2 separate regions of the Mus musculus genome follow, and region 1 is linked to region 2. Evidence: chromatin contacts called from public promoter capture Hi-C data. All regions are on one chromosome and are shown on one strand. Each heading gives the region's core, a stretch centred on a gene start, on an enhancer-like site or on the middle of the called end of the contact. The rest is flanking DNA. Distances are from core to core; before and after follow the strand shown.

What was found. Promoter capture Hi-C pulls out the DNA fragments that hold promoters and counts their contacts.
Region 1: a contact with region 2 is called in a promoter capture Hi-C map of pre-B cells, with 5 times the contacts expected there. The contact joins the promoter of Ensa here to the promoter of Aph1a in region 2. A contact is called at or near these places in 6 of 39 promoter capture datasets (the C10 cell line, cranial neural crest, liver and 2 more), 1 of 484 Hi-C or Micro-C datasets (embryonic stem cells), 2 of 115 datasets of contacts at active chromatin or transcription factors (microglia and pancreatic cancer cells) and 1 of 9 other capture datasets (adipose tissue).

Annotation. Positions count from the first base shown.
Region 1 is chr3:95,623,652-95,629,847 of GRCm38.p6, reverse strand. Ensa (endosulfine alpha) reads right to left here and starts at 4,868. Exons shown (of 4, transcript NM_019561.2): 1 at 4,672-4,868; 2 at 2,974-3,099; 3 at 1,141-1,307. The coding sequence starts at 4,728.
Region 2 is chr3:95,889,181-95,895,679 of GRCm38.p6, reverse strand. Aph1a (aph1 homolog A, gamma secretase subunit) reads right to left here and starts at 1,759. Exons shown (of 6, transcript NM_146104.3): 1 at 1,397-1,759; 2 at 689-859; 3 at 464-537; 4 at 110-232. The coding sequence starts at 1,509. BC028528 (cDNA sequence BC028528) reads left to right here and starts at 3,725. Exons shown (of 6, transcript NM_153513.4): 1 at 3,725-3,795; 2 at 5,871-5,957. The coding sequence starts at 3,750.

The sequences.
Region 1 (6,196 bases), core at 3,619-6,118, 270 kb after region 2:
TAACATACATCTGAAGCAAGATGCCACGTCAATGAGCCTGTCTCCTCAGGCCTATCCAGTCTGCTGCCAGAGCAGCTTTGTAGCAGCTAGGGTCAACAGCAGACCCAGGAAAATGGGCAGAGTCAAGACACATCCAGGGACAGCCTTTTCAGGTTTGTTCTCTTTCTCTCTCAAAAAGGCTATGATACCTATGAGACTGTTGTTGGAAGCTATGGCCCTTAAATCTCAAACTCTCTCTCGTCCCATGTAGCACTTCTGGCTCTACAGAGCTGAGGTTCAGCCATGGGCCTGCCTCAATTTTGGTTTTATGATGACCAGAAGGGTATGGCAGGTGTAGGACTTTAGAGTCAGAGTTAGCCTACACACGCGTTTCCGTCTGTTTACAGACGAGGAACAGGATCAATTCAGAGAGGCTACAGACCTGGCCAAGCTCACACATCAGTGCTGTTGAGCTTGACAAAAACTACAGCCCAAGTATTTCAACTCCTAAACTCTTTCCATTATCCCATAATACTTTCAAAAAGCAACATGCTGGAAGAGAAAAGATACCATTTTCTTTTTCATAAGTAGCTAACGTCTGTTAAACTTTACACTCCTTGAGAAGCAGGGCAGCTGTTGGAGGAACACAGCAGAGGGGTTAGGTGGGCCCTGTAATTTTAAGCAAGCAGAAATCTCCTCTCTTTTGAAGGTCCCCTAAACACCCACGATGGGAACACAGAGCACAGAGGCCTAAGGGACAGCACACTTAGAAGCACAGAGAGCATCTCCTTCACTCTACCTTTCTCAGCATGTCAATTCAGCCTTGGGACACTGAACCTGTCACACTGCTCCACGATAGCCCGTCTAAGGACTTGCTCCTCCAACAGGAGAACTTGCATCTTCCACATTCTCACCACAGGAAAAGCTGCAGCACTCTGCACTCCTAGTCTTTCCTACTCTTGGGTCTCTACTGGGCTATCATGAGGGTGTACAAGTTTCAATTTACCCAAAGAAATGAACTCAGAGCCCATCTTCAACCTAAGCCCCCAGCAGAATGTCTCCCCTGGATGGCAAGCTGAGCTCTGACTAGGTGCCCATTCCCTGCCTACAATATATAACAGTCCAGTGGGTGAGGAAGGGGAAGAGAGGGGCCCAGGTTACCCCGCAAGCTTGCTGGTGACGAGCGAGGACTTTCTCTGGGGCAGGTCCTGTGGGGTGGGGATGTGGTCACCGGTCACCAGGTTCTTGTCTGCTCCTGCACTTGGCAGCTGCTTGTTCTTCATCTTGGCTTTGGCCATGTTGTAGTCTCCTGAGTCAAAGTACTTTTGCTAAGAGACAGGAGCGAGGTTTAGATGAATGTGCAACCTTGGTGTTCTCCAAAAGCAGAGACTCACTGTCTACCGTCAGCATAAGCTCCCACCTACCTCAGCTGTCTAAGTATTCCCCATGCACACAGTCCACATTACTCACTTGTAAGTTCATTTCCCAGCATGCTCTGACCTTGTCAGAATATAAGCAGATTACTAGCAGAAACATGTACCTTTGTTGCATAAGGGGCAGCTGTGTCCCTGAACCTAGGTGACAACTCCTGTATCTTTTGTACCTTACTGAGTACTAGAAGGTTCAATTACAATCACTTACTTCATTCGTAACAGCTAGGTGCCAAAGCAATACCTTGGTGCTGGGGAAAAGCATGAATAAGACTCAAGAAGAATCAATCTGGGTCTACCAGCAGCTAGAGACCAACCAGAAACCGACTATCAGAGTTAGAAAATATTCTCAGAGCAGGATTAGGCACTGGGCTTGCTCGTGAGGCAGTGAGCTTTCCAGACTCCCACCACTCCCACACATGTTCCATGGTGAGACTGTCTGCCTACGCCTGGCTCGCCTCAAGAGGAGCTGCAATTCAACATCACACTGTCATCTGTGACTAAGACTGAGCACCTGGGATTCTCCACAGGAGGCTGCTTCTCTCTCCATCTCATCTTTACACTGCAGCTTTGTCCTTATAATCTGCTGTCAGCTCATGGTAGGGAGAAACCTGACCACGAAGGAGATGGCTGTGAAGGCAGCCCTCCACTGCTAAGGAAGGCCATTCCAGCTGCTGTTTCTTCACTTTTGTGGCCTTATAGGTTAAACCCAGGCTAGACAAGTGCTTTCCCATGAGCTACATCCTCTATCATTCTGTACAGGAAAAAGAATTGTCTCTGTGTTACTTTTTTTTTTTGGAGACAGGTTTCAAAAAACCCTGGAACTCACTATGCAGACCAGGCTGGCCTTAATCTCAAGAGATATACCTGCTTCTGCCTCCTGAGTACTGGGATTAAAGGCATGCGCCACCACTGCCCGGCGGCATGCACTTTTTTAATTTTTAAAGATAATTACAAAATCTTTTAAAAGAATTATGTTTGTATATGTGTCCATGGAAGCCAGACAACCTCCTGGAGCTGGAGTCCCAGCTGCCTGATATGGGTACTGGGAACCAAATATTGCCTTTCTGGACACAGCAGCCCAGCTCTCTCAACTTCTGATCCGTCTCTCAAGCCTAGCCTTGGCTATTCTAAAACTTACTATGTAGCCTAAGCTGTTCTTGCATGTGTGGTTATCCTCCTGCTTCAGCTCAGGCGCTGAGATCACAGATGCTAGCCAGCACACTCAGCTACAATAGTCTCTTGAGGAGCATGGTTAGTGTGTAATGCCAGCTTTTAACAGACTAAAGAACCTTATTGCAAGTTGAACTATTTGGGTGTTCTGTATCTAATATCCTTCCTTCAGTCCCCATCTGCCACCTACCCAAATGCCCACCATTAATCCTTCATTTCCTATAGTTAGAAGGGAAGTAACATCATTGCAGAGATTCACATAATTTGCTTTTCTCTTTCCAAGTTTCTAATTTATCTTTACTACTGCTAAATAACCAAAGCTACAGAAAAACATGCAGTAGAATGTCTACGGACTTCATCCAAGGTGCCACAGTATAAGGGTGTCCCATACCCCTTTCTGGAGTCTCTTCATGAGGAAGTCGGAGCCTCCAGGCTTTTGTCCTAGGCTTGGATATTTGGCCTTTAGCTTTGCCTCCTCAGCTTTCTCAGGGAGAATCCCTTCTTTCTCCTGTGTATCCTGAAGAAAACACGCCAAGTGAAATTAATGGCTGAAAAACAATGACTTCTAATATCTGATAACCTTTGTATTATCAAATTTTCTTAGAGGTCTACCTGTTTGTAATTATGCTATCTACACTCTGTTCTGTTGAGTGTGTGTATTATTTAAGGATTTATTTATTTTATGTGCATGTATTCTGCAGACTCGTATGGCTATGGCTGTGTACCACATGGATGCCCAGTGCCCTGAGTTCAGTCTGGGCCCGGTTTCCTAGACTGAACTGTACATGGTTGTGAGCTACCATGGGCTGGGAACTAAACCCAGGTGCTCTGCAATGAGTGTTCCTAACCAATCTTTCCTGCTCCTCTACTCTTAAAAGCTAGACCTTTGTTCAAATGCCTAAGCTCAAGATAACTGTATCAAGCAAAGAAAAACAAGTTAGTTCTTATATTACACTCAAGGAATCACCCGTGACCTGTGAACACTAGGTTAAAGGTAGTATCTCAACATGATACTTGAACCATAGAGCAAGCCAGAGCTCACTCAGGAAAGATAAAAAAGGAACTACTAGAGTTCCTGGCTGTCCTACAGGTCAGGGGAGCTTTTGTCTGCTGAGAGGCTCCCTCCTCATTCACACTCTAAGAAGCAATATGGTCTCACTGTGGAGGACGCTAGGCATGTGGCTTATTCTAAAGATATTTACCAGAGTAATATACTTGAAAACAGAAATCAACATGCCATTAGTTTTTCTTGTTGTTTTTATTTTTATATTTTCTGAGAGAGGGGTTCTTGGTGTATATTAGGTTGGTCTTGAACTCAGAACTCAAGAGATCTGCCTGCCTCTGCCTTCCAAGTGCTGGGATTAAAGGCGTGCGCCACCATCTCCTGGCTAGTGTATTTTCACTTGACAAACAGGGTCAGAGATAACACTAAGTGTATTTAATGAGTCCCTGAGCTCAGTGTTAAGTAACTCAAATATGGTGTCGAAGAAGGGGTTTGGCACTAGTGTTTTCATAATGCGATGGTGGGTGGACCACATCCCACTGCGGAGAAATTCGAGCGGATCTATAAGTCACTGACGGTGAACAACAAACCATCCCTACCAAACAGGTCTAAGGAAGTTGCCACCTGAACTTACCCCATGGTAATAATTACTCTTTTCCCCTCCCCCAATGCTGGTTCATTTTAAATGTCTTCACTTTGACCTCTATCTTGCTGTGGATGAAGGATGAGCTCCAGTCTGGTATTTATCTTTACTAATCAAACATCTCATTTACAGCTCTGGACCACCATCCAGCCCCCTTTCATTCGCCTCATCTTTCCAAACACCCGCCCACGCCAGAGCTCGCCCAATTATAGAACGGCTTCCATGAACTGAATAGAGGCCTACTGGCCAATAAGAAAGGGGAGCCCACAGATTGACAATCGGCTTGACTAATCGACATCAGGGCACTAGGCCGCGCCGAAATGCAGCCTGCGCGACATTAGTAGTGGCCAACCCCTGTACAGCCTGAGGCAGAGGCGGCCAATCAGCGGCAGCGGGGGCGTATTCCGCCCGCGCGGCCACCCCCGGTCCCCCCTTCTCCTCACCTGCTTCTCCTCGCCGGTCTCCTCCGCAGGGTTTTCTTCTTCTTGTTTCTGGGACATGGCAGAACCGGGACTGTGTAATGCAGGGCCCGGGAAGTCAGCCGGAAAAGGGAAGGGGGAGGGGAAACGGGGACAACCTGAGCTGCTGCTCCGGCTCCTGTCACTATGGTTGCTCAGTCAAAATGGCGGCTCAAGCCCGTGACGTTGAGACCGCCCCCTCCTATGAGAGCCAATGAGAGTGGGCTTGACGGGGCAATGATGTAACGACACACCAATAAGCGTTGGCCGGAGGTGGGCGGATTCTTTAGAGCGACAGGCAAGCTAGAACACCAACCGGGAAAGAGAGTGAGCCACAGAACCAATTAAAAGCCTGCATGGACCTTAGGGGCAGGACAGCAAGCTTTGGTATTTTTGCTTCTTGGGTGGGCTGAAGCTGTGTTCAGTTTATTAGCCAGATCCTGGGCAAGTCGCTGAATGTTGCATCCGAGCCGGGTTAACATAGAAATCCTTTATTCTCTGGTGCAAAGGCTCAAGCCTTGAGCGGTGTTAGAACAAGTTACCCACGACCAAAAATTAAAATTGGAAGACAAACTGATATTCAGCAGTTTTCCAGGACTCAGTGCTAGCTTGTAGGAGACTTGAGTTTTCTTGTAAGGTTTTCATTCACACTTTAGTCCTTATGTAGGCAATTATAACTGTTAATGATGTATTTATAAAAACATAAAGGGAGATATGTTCTATGGAGTTGTGGTGAGTGTTGTGATTATAGAAATATAGAGAAGTATAAGGTTATGTTCTATGGGGGTGTGGTGAGGTATGGGGTAAGGGGGTGCCTCAGGCCCATGCCAAGGCATCCCTGCCCCCTGAGGGACCAGCCACATGACGGTATAGTATAGAATAGAGTTTATTCAGGGTATAGGGAGGGGAGTTAAGAGAGAGGGTAGTAGTGAACCGGGCATGGTGGAATCCCAGCACCCAGGAGGCAGAGGCAGGCGGATTTCTGAGTTCGAGGCCAGCCTGGTCTACAGAGTGAGTTCCAGGACAGCCAGGGTTATACAGAGAAACCCTGTCTCGAAAACAAACAAACAAACAAACAAACAAACAAACCAGAGAGAGAGAGAGAGAGAGAGAGAGAGAGAGAGAGAGAGAGAGAGAGAAGGTAGTAGAGGCAGAGAAAGGCAGAGAGAGGGAGAAAGTAGCCCATGGCCACATGGAGAGAAAGGAGAAGGGAATGGGGAGAGAGGGGGAAGAGGGGGAACTAAAGGGTAAGAGGCAAAAGTAAGAGAGAGAGGAGGGGGCAAGCAGCCCCTTTTATAGTGGGCCAGGCCTACCAGGCTGTTGCTAGGTAACTGTGGGGGGTGGAGTCCAGACAGAATACCAACAGTGAGGTATGGGAGAAGGGGGTACCTCAGCAGGCCCATGCTAAGGCATCCCTGCCCCCTGAGGGACCAGCCACAGGACTATAGAATAGAGTATATTCAGGGCATGGGGAGGGGAGTCAAGAGAGAGGGTAGTAGAGGTAGAGAAA
Region 2 (6,499 bases), core at 510-3,009:
GCCTGCCAGCCTCCTGAGACGGTGAGCCAGAGGAGCCTCCCAGGGAAGGGCAGTAAGTCAGGGCCAGGGAAGGACAGGGCACAAAGGCAAGGTTAGAAGTGGGCCTTACCTGAAGTCAGGAAGTAATAGGGTGAGTCTCCATGGATCCCAACCACACCTGGCCCAAGTGCATCAGCCAAAATATTGATAACAGAGAAGACACCACTGATGATACCGAAGGACAGACCAGAAACTGGGGGGAGGGGAGGGTCTTGTCAACGACCAGGACCACCACAGCTTCATTAGCAGTACCTACTCCCCAAGCCCAGGGAAAAGTCTACCATACCTACTCTCCCTCCAGACCGCCTCTCCTTGGAAGTCAAGTATGAAGAAAAACACTTTAGCATACGTGGCTGTTTAGATTACCCAGAAAGAGAGGATGGGGTGTCCAACTCCCTCCTCTGGTCCCTCTCCCTTGGCTCACCATAGGCCATCTGTCGGATGGAGATGGGTGATCTTCCGTCCTCACTCAGTGATGCTAAGCCCTCATCTGCCTTCCTGGGAAACAGAAGGAAGGGCAGGGATGTTCCTTCCCCTCCAATACCCTCCCTTTAACGACCCTTACTCCAACCACCATCGCAGGGCTGGCCCACTTCCCGCCATGCACACCACTGTCCCCCCTCCCTTCCAGAGCCCCCCTTGTCCTTACTTAAGGAGCTTGTAGTAAGCAAAACGGAACACTTCCTGTAGAAGGACAGAGACAGCAGCACCAAAAATCAGGAGGCCATACTGGAGCCGTGCATCTGATCGGTCTGTCACATGGACCAAGATGAACCAGACCACAGAAGCCAAGAGCAGGGAGACCAGCCAGAAAAAGGCTCTGAGAAAACACAAGGGCAATGAGAGAGGCAAAGACAGGAGCAGATGGAAAAATCAAGGAGGGAGCCAGCCAAGGATGGAATGTATGAAAAGTGGAAGTTAGACTTCCGGATGGTAAGGGAGACAGGGACCAGATAAGTGTCTCCACCAACAGACTCATTTGTAAGAATCTGAAAGCAGCAGAAAGGGTAGAGATCTGGTTAGAGTCTTCATTAGAGTCAAAGTGTGTGGGCATGAACGGACAGACTAGGTATCCATTCCAAGATCCTTGGCTGGCCGAGGTCAGCACAGCCCCCTCATTAATCTTGGCCTTGGGCCTTCTCTGACGTTGCCGGGAGGACTACAGGAAGAATCTGTGAAATCCCTGGAAGGCGGAAGCCGACTGCGGGAAATTCTCCTAGATCACGATTTGACCCTGTGTCCAACCTTTTCCGACTTCTGCCCCCCAACTCAGGCTCCCAAGCCTGCTCCAGTTCCTCCAGCCCTTTCTGCACCTTTTTCTCTACGTTCGGCCCCGTCTCCACCACTCGACACTCACCCCGCCACCAGGATGATAACCCGAAGTGGGTCTCCAGCTACAGTGATCAGGAAAAGGGAGAAGGCTGGGCCGAACGCGACGAAGGTGCATCCGAAAAACACAGCAGCCCCCATGACTGGGCAGCTGGGGAAGGGAGGGAACCCCGGCCAAGGAAGGCGAAAGGGAGCTGCGCGCCGAGGGGGAGTCCGCGTGGGGCGAGGACGCAACCCCAGGAGGGGCGCGGTGCAATGTCACCCCCGGACCCCGGGGAAGGGGAAGGGGGGGTGCCGAAACCCCGGACGAAGGTCCGCCCGACCTCGTCTACGGAAGCCGAAGAGGGAACAACCCCCGGTCGCTGCCCCATGGCCACCTCCCATCTAATTCCCACCCCCGGAAGGCCAATGAATACTTGGTGGGGCGGAACTGCAGAGGCGGGGTCATGGCGGCATGGCCTTCTGGGAGTTGTAGTCTCTCATCCTCAGAGCCCTCCTCTTGGTGCTGGGAGTGGCTTCAGAAGAGTAGGCTGGAGTCTGGGCCCAATCAGAACAATGATTCCTGGGTTCGCTGGCGCCTTGGCCACGGTTTCCTTTCTTTCGGTAGAGAAGGGTGATAGCCACCCTACCTATTACTAGAGGAGCTTTGTCGGAGGAAGATCCTGTTTGACTCTAGAGACAAATAAAAAAGAGCACAGGATAGAGGTTGTGGGAAGATAGGGACGGACATTGTTCTTAAGTTGAATTAGAGGAAATGACCCAGAGAAGCATCCTGAGGGATCAAAGTTAGGCTTAAAAGTTGGAACTCTTTGGGCAGCCTGGTATAGGAATTACGTCTTAAATGAAGCCTCCACTTGTATTCTGTAATGACAGAATGAGAAAAGCAGGAGGAGCCGGGAGAGAAATATTAGGAAAATGTTTGGAAGGAATCGTGGAGTCACAAAGCAACTAGAGCAATGGGACTGAGAGGAAATTACACCCATCCCCTCCACCCCCGCCCCACGCCGAGCTGCTTGGTTCCTTTGATGTCATACTTCCTTTATTTATAGTCTGGAAAATAAACTTGAGTGGTGTCTTTTCCTCAGGCTGGGGAGAGAGATTTCATATTATCAGGAATCATCATTTGTATGAGGACGGGTTGGTCCTTAGGAGTCTGCAGAACAGAGGAATCCTATGATGGGATCTGAGCATTTTGATCATATATGAGAAAAATCGTTTTTTGAGGGTACATACAAAGCAACAACAAACTACAGAAAAATTTAAAAGATTACCGGGCTTCCTGGAGGTTTTTGCAAAAAGTCACTAGGAGGGGAATCAGTGGAGGTGGGGGGGTGGGGGGGATGGGAGGGTAGGGGGGGTGGAGGGTTGGGGGGGTCTGGCGGTCACTAGACACATTGTTCCCCAAGGTTAGGAGGATGGGAACATCTTGGCCAGTGTTCAGGATTCCATGTGTGTTCAACAGGCTGAGTCTGGGCCACTCTTCTCTGTGAGCTGTTAGCAGCTGTGGGGAACAATCTGTGCATGATGAGCCCACAGCCACTTGCACGGTGTTCAAGGACTCATTTTAGATGCTTAGCAAGTATTTACTAGGTATGTGAGGCTTGTGGAGCTTTTCTTTTGTTCTAATAGCTATTTTTATGTGTGTGGGAGGGGGTTGTGTCATGTATATCTGTGCAACATGTATGTGCTCGGTGCTCTTGGAGGCCAGATGAGCACATCAGAACCCTCGGGACTGCGGCTACAGATGATTGTGATCCACCATGTGGTGCAAGGACATAGCCAGGGCTACCTGTGAGGGAGTGGAGAAGAGCAGGGGCTGGAGAAAGGGAAGGAGCCCAGGGAAAATAGACAAATGCAAGAACAATGGATATAGGGAGTACAGTTGTTATAGGAAGGATGCACAGCTGGCAGGGGAGGGGATGGGGAGGGGAGGGGATGCACAGCCGGCGGGGGCTGATAAACATGATAAAAAAGATCATGTTTCCCTCAGAGTGGAGAGCAACCCTGCACAGCAATGGTAACTTAAGGCCTGCAAGAAGGAAGGTGGATTTTGGGGAGCATTGAGAGGGAGGAAGCATAGGAGGGGAGAGGAGAGGGTGAACTTTGGTCCCAGCAGTGGGAGTCCTGAGCGGACCTAATCCAGGGCTAGGGGCTCTCCAGGAATAACAAGTTAGCATCCAACAAGGGGGTTAAGGGGGTTGGCTCTAGGTCCAGCAGCTATGTAAAGATCTACGGAGCGAGTAGGCGGAGAGTTCTGTCCCCTGGGAGAAGAATCACTCCAGTGCCCTCCCAGCTTCACAGCAGCAGGGGAGGCGGGGTAAGTGTGGTGGGAAACAGCAATTTCCTCTTTTAACTTACACAGTGATAGTGCAAAACCCAGAATGGATGTCCTCTTTATAGCCCTCCTTGTTGCACCACTCATCCTGGGTAAGTCTCCTTCTGACCCTGGCCTTTTGTGCCAGGTCTTTTGCTATAAATGGGATGAGAGAAAAGGAAACAGAGAGCAGTACGTCGGGCATTTCAGCGGGGAGCTGTACTGCTTTTCTCAGCTGTTGGAGTCCAGGGTTGGGGGCAGAGCAGGGATCTGGAAGGTGGAGCCAGGAAACCAAAGGCAAAGCAAAGCGAAGTCTTGTCAAATAAGACACAGGCCGGTGGAGGATGGGACTCTAAAGAGAGTTCCTTCGGCAAGACTGAACTCAGATTTCTGTTCCTGTCACCACAGAGCTGAGCAGGAGAGTGAGGAGCCATAAAGGAAAGAAGTGGGCGCTTGGAAGTCAAGGGAGCAACATCAGTGAGCGAAGCCAGAGGCTCTCCTTTCCACAAAGCACAAGGAAACAAACAAACCTCCTATTAGCAAAGACATAGGTGCGAGAGCCAAGCTGGATGGCACATGCCCAGCGCTTGAGACATAGAGGGGAAAGGGTCAGAAATTCAAGGTCATCCTTGACTACTTAGTGAGTTCCTGACTAGTCCCAGGTGAATAAGAAGCCCTCAGCTGGGTGTGGTGGCTCACGCCTTTAGTCCTAGCACTCTGGAGGCAGAGGCAGGCAGAGCTTTGAGTATGAGGCCATCCTGGTCTACAAATCCAGTTCCAGGACAGCCAGGACTATACAGAGAAAGCCCTGCCTCAAAAACAAATAAATAAATAACAAACAAACAATTACCCCTGTACCAAAAAACAAAACCAAGCTTGGTGTGGTGGCTCGCTCCTTTAATCCCAGCATTCCTGAGGCAGAAACAGAAAGGTCTCTGTGAATTCTAGGCTAGTTTGGTTTACTTGGTGGTTTCTACATTGGTTACAGATACATAGCAAACAATGTCTTTTAAAAAATAAAAGAAGCCTGGCATGGTGGCACACCCCTTTAATCCCGGCACTTGGGAGACAGAGGCAGGCGGATTTCTGAGTTCGAGGCCAGCCTGGTCTACAGAGTGATTCAAACAAAAAGAAAAAAAAAAGAAGAGAAAAGCCAGTATAGGTTGGCTTAGGCCAGTAGAAAACTGGCTGCCTTCAGGGACACGATCCCAAGAGTAGTTTGGCTCCTTCCCCTCTTTGTTCTCAGCCAGGTGTGTCACTGTTTTCCTTTCCTTTCAATCCTGTGTCCTTAGTTTGGGGTTGGAGGGATGTGTTTAGCAGAAGGCCTAGAATTCTGGATTCAGTAAGCAAAGCCACACAGTGTTAGTTTTGGAAGGGGAGAGACGCTACGATGGGTCATCTGGTCCAGCTGACTTATTTTTAAGGAAGGTGATACGAGCCCAGCTGTGGTGCTGCATGCCTTTAATGCCGGCATTTGGCAGGCAAAGGCAGAAGCAGGTTTCTGTGAGCTGGAGGCCAGCCTGATCTATACAGTGAATTTCAGGACAGCCAGGGCTACATAGAGAGACCCTGTCTCAAAAGGGGTTGGGGGGTGTGAAGCAGACTTATGAAAAGTTCTGCTTAGCTAGCAGTGGAGCTGGAAGTAAAACCAAATCTAAAACATTGAGTGTCTTTTATGAGGAAAATTTGGGAACATATAGAATGTATATAGCTTTTCTAAATTTTTTTGGGCTCTGTCTTCCACTTTTTTTGTTGTTTGTTTTTTGTTTTGTTTTGTTTTTGTTTTTTGAGACAGGGGTTCTCTGTGTCCTGGAACTCACTTTGTAGACCAGACTGGCCTCAAACTCAGAAATCTGCCTGCCTCTGCCTCCCAAGTGCTGGGATTAAAGGCATGCGCCACCACCGCCCGGCTGTCTTCCACTTTTAAAGGCTTTACATATATCTCCCTTGGGGCTTAGAGGATGTGAAAGAATCTGCTTTCTGTCCTGGGAGTTCTGCACTGAAAACAGAATACTGTCCTCACCGCAGCTAGATGCCAGGAAACTTGGGCCAACATAGATGTACAGAGGCAGGGAGAGACCTCTGGAGAGGAAGCAGAAAGAAGCTGGGAGAGCTCTGTGATCAACAACATGTGTGCTGTTGCTAAGGGGTTCCAGATGCTCTGACCTGTAACTCTTGTGCCTTGCAGGACAGGAATACGACCATGAAGAGCAGCTGGAAGAGGGTGATTACTATCAAGTGGCATATTATTATTACACAGTGACCCCTAATTATGGTGCGTATGTGAAAGGCTCTGATTCTTAGTGGGGTAGATTTGGGGACCACTTAGTTCCAAGATTGTCCTTCATTTTGCAAAAGAACAATAACAAAACTTTCAAGACTCTTGGTATTATTTCTTAGGCTCATGATTAAAAAAAAAAAAAAAGTAAGAATTTTATGTTTATGAGCATTTTACCTGCATGTATGTCTGTGTACCTCATGTATACCTGGTGCCTACCTAGGTCAAAAGAGGGCATTGGATCCCCTGGAACTGGAGTTTCAGGTGGTTGTGAGCTAACAGGTGGGTCTGAGAACTGAACCCACATCCTCTGGAAGAGCAGCCAGTGCTCCTAACCCCTGAGCCACTCATCTCTCCAGCCCCTTAAGCTCATTATATTGTTATGTTTTGGAAAATGGTTGGGACAATTTAGAAAATTTCCAATCTGTAAATTATTGTACATACTAGAGTGATAATATAAATCCATACATACTCACAAACAGTTAAGATTTAGTTTTCAGTATTATTTTCGATTATGCGTATGTAGTGAGGTGTGTGAG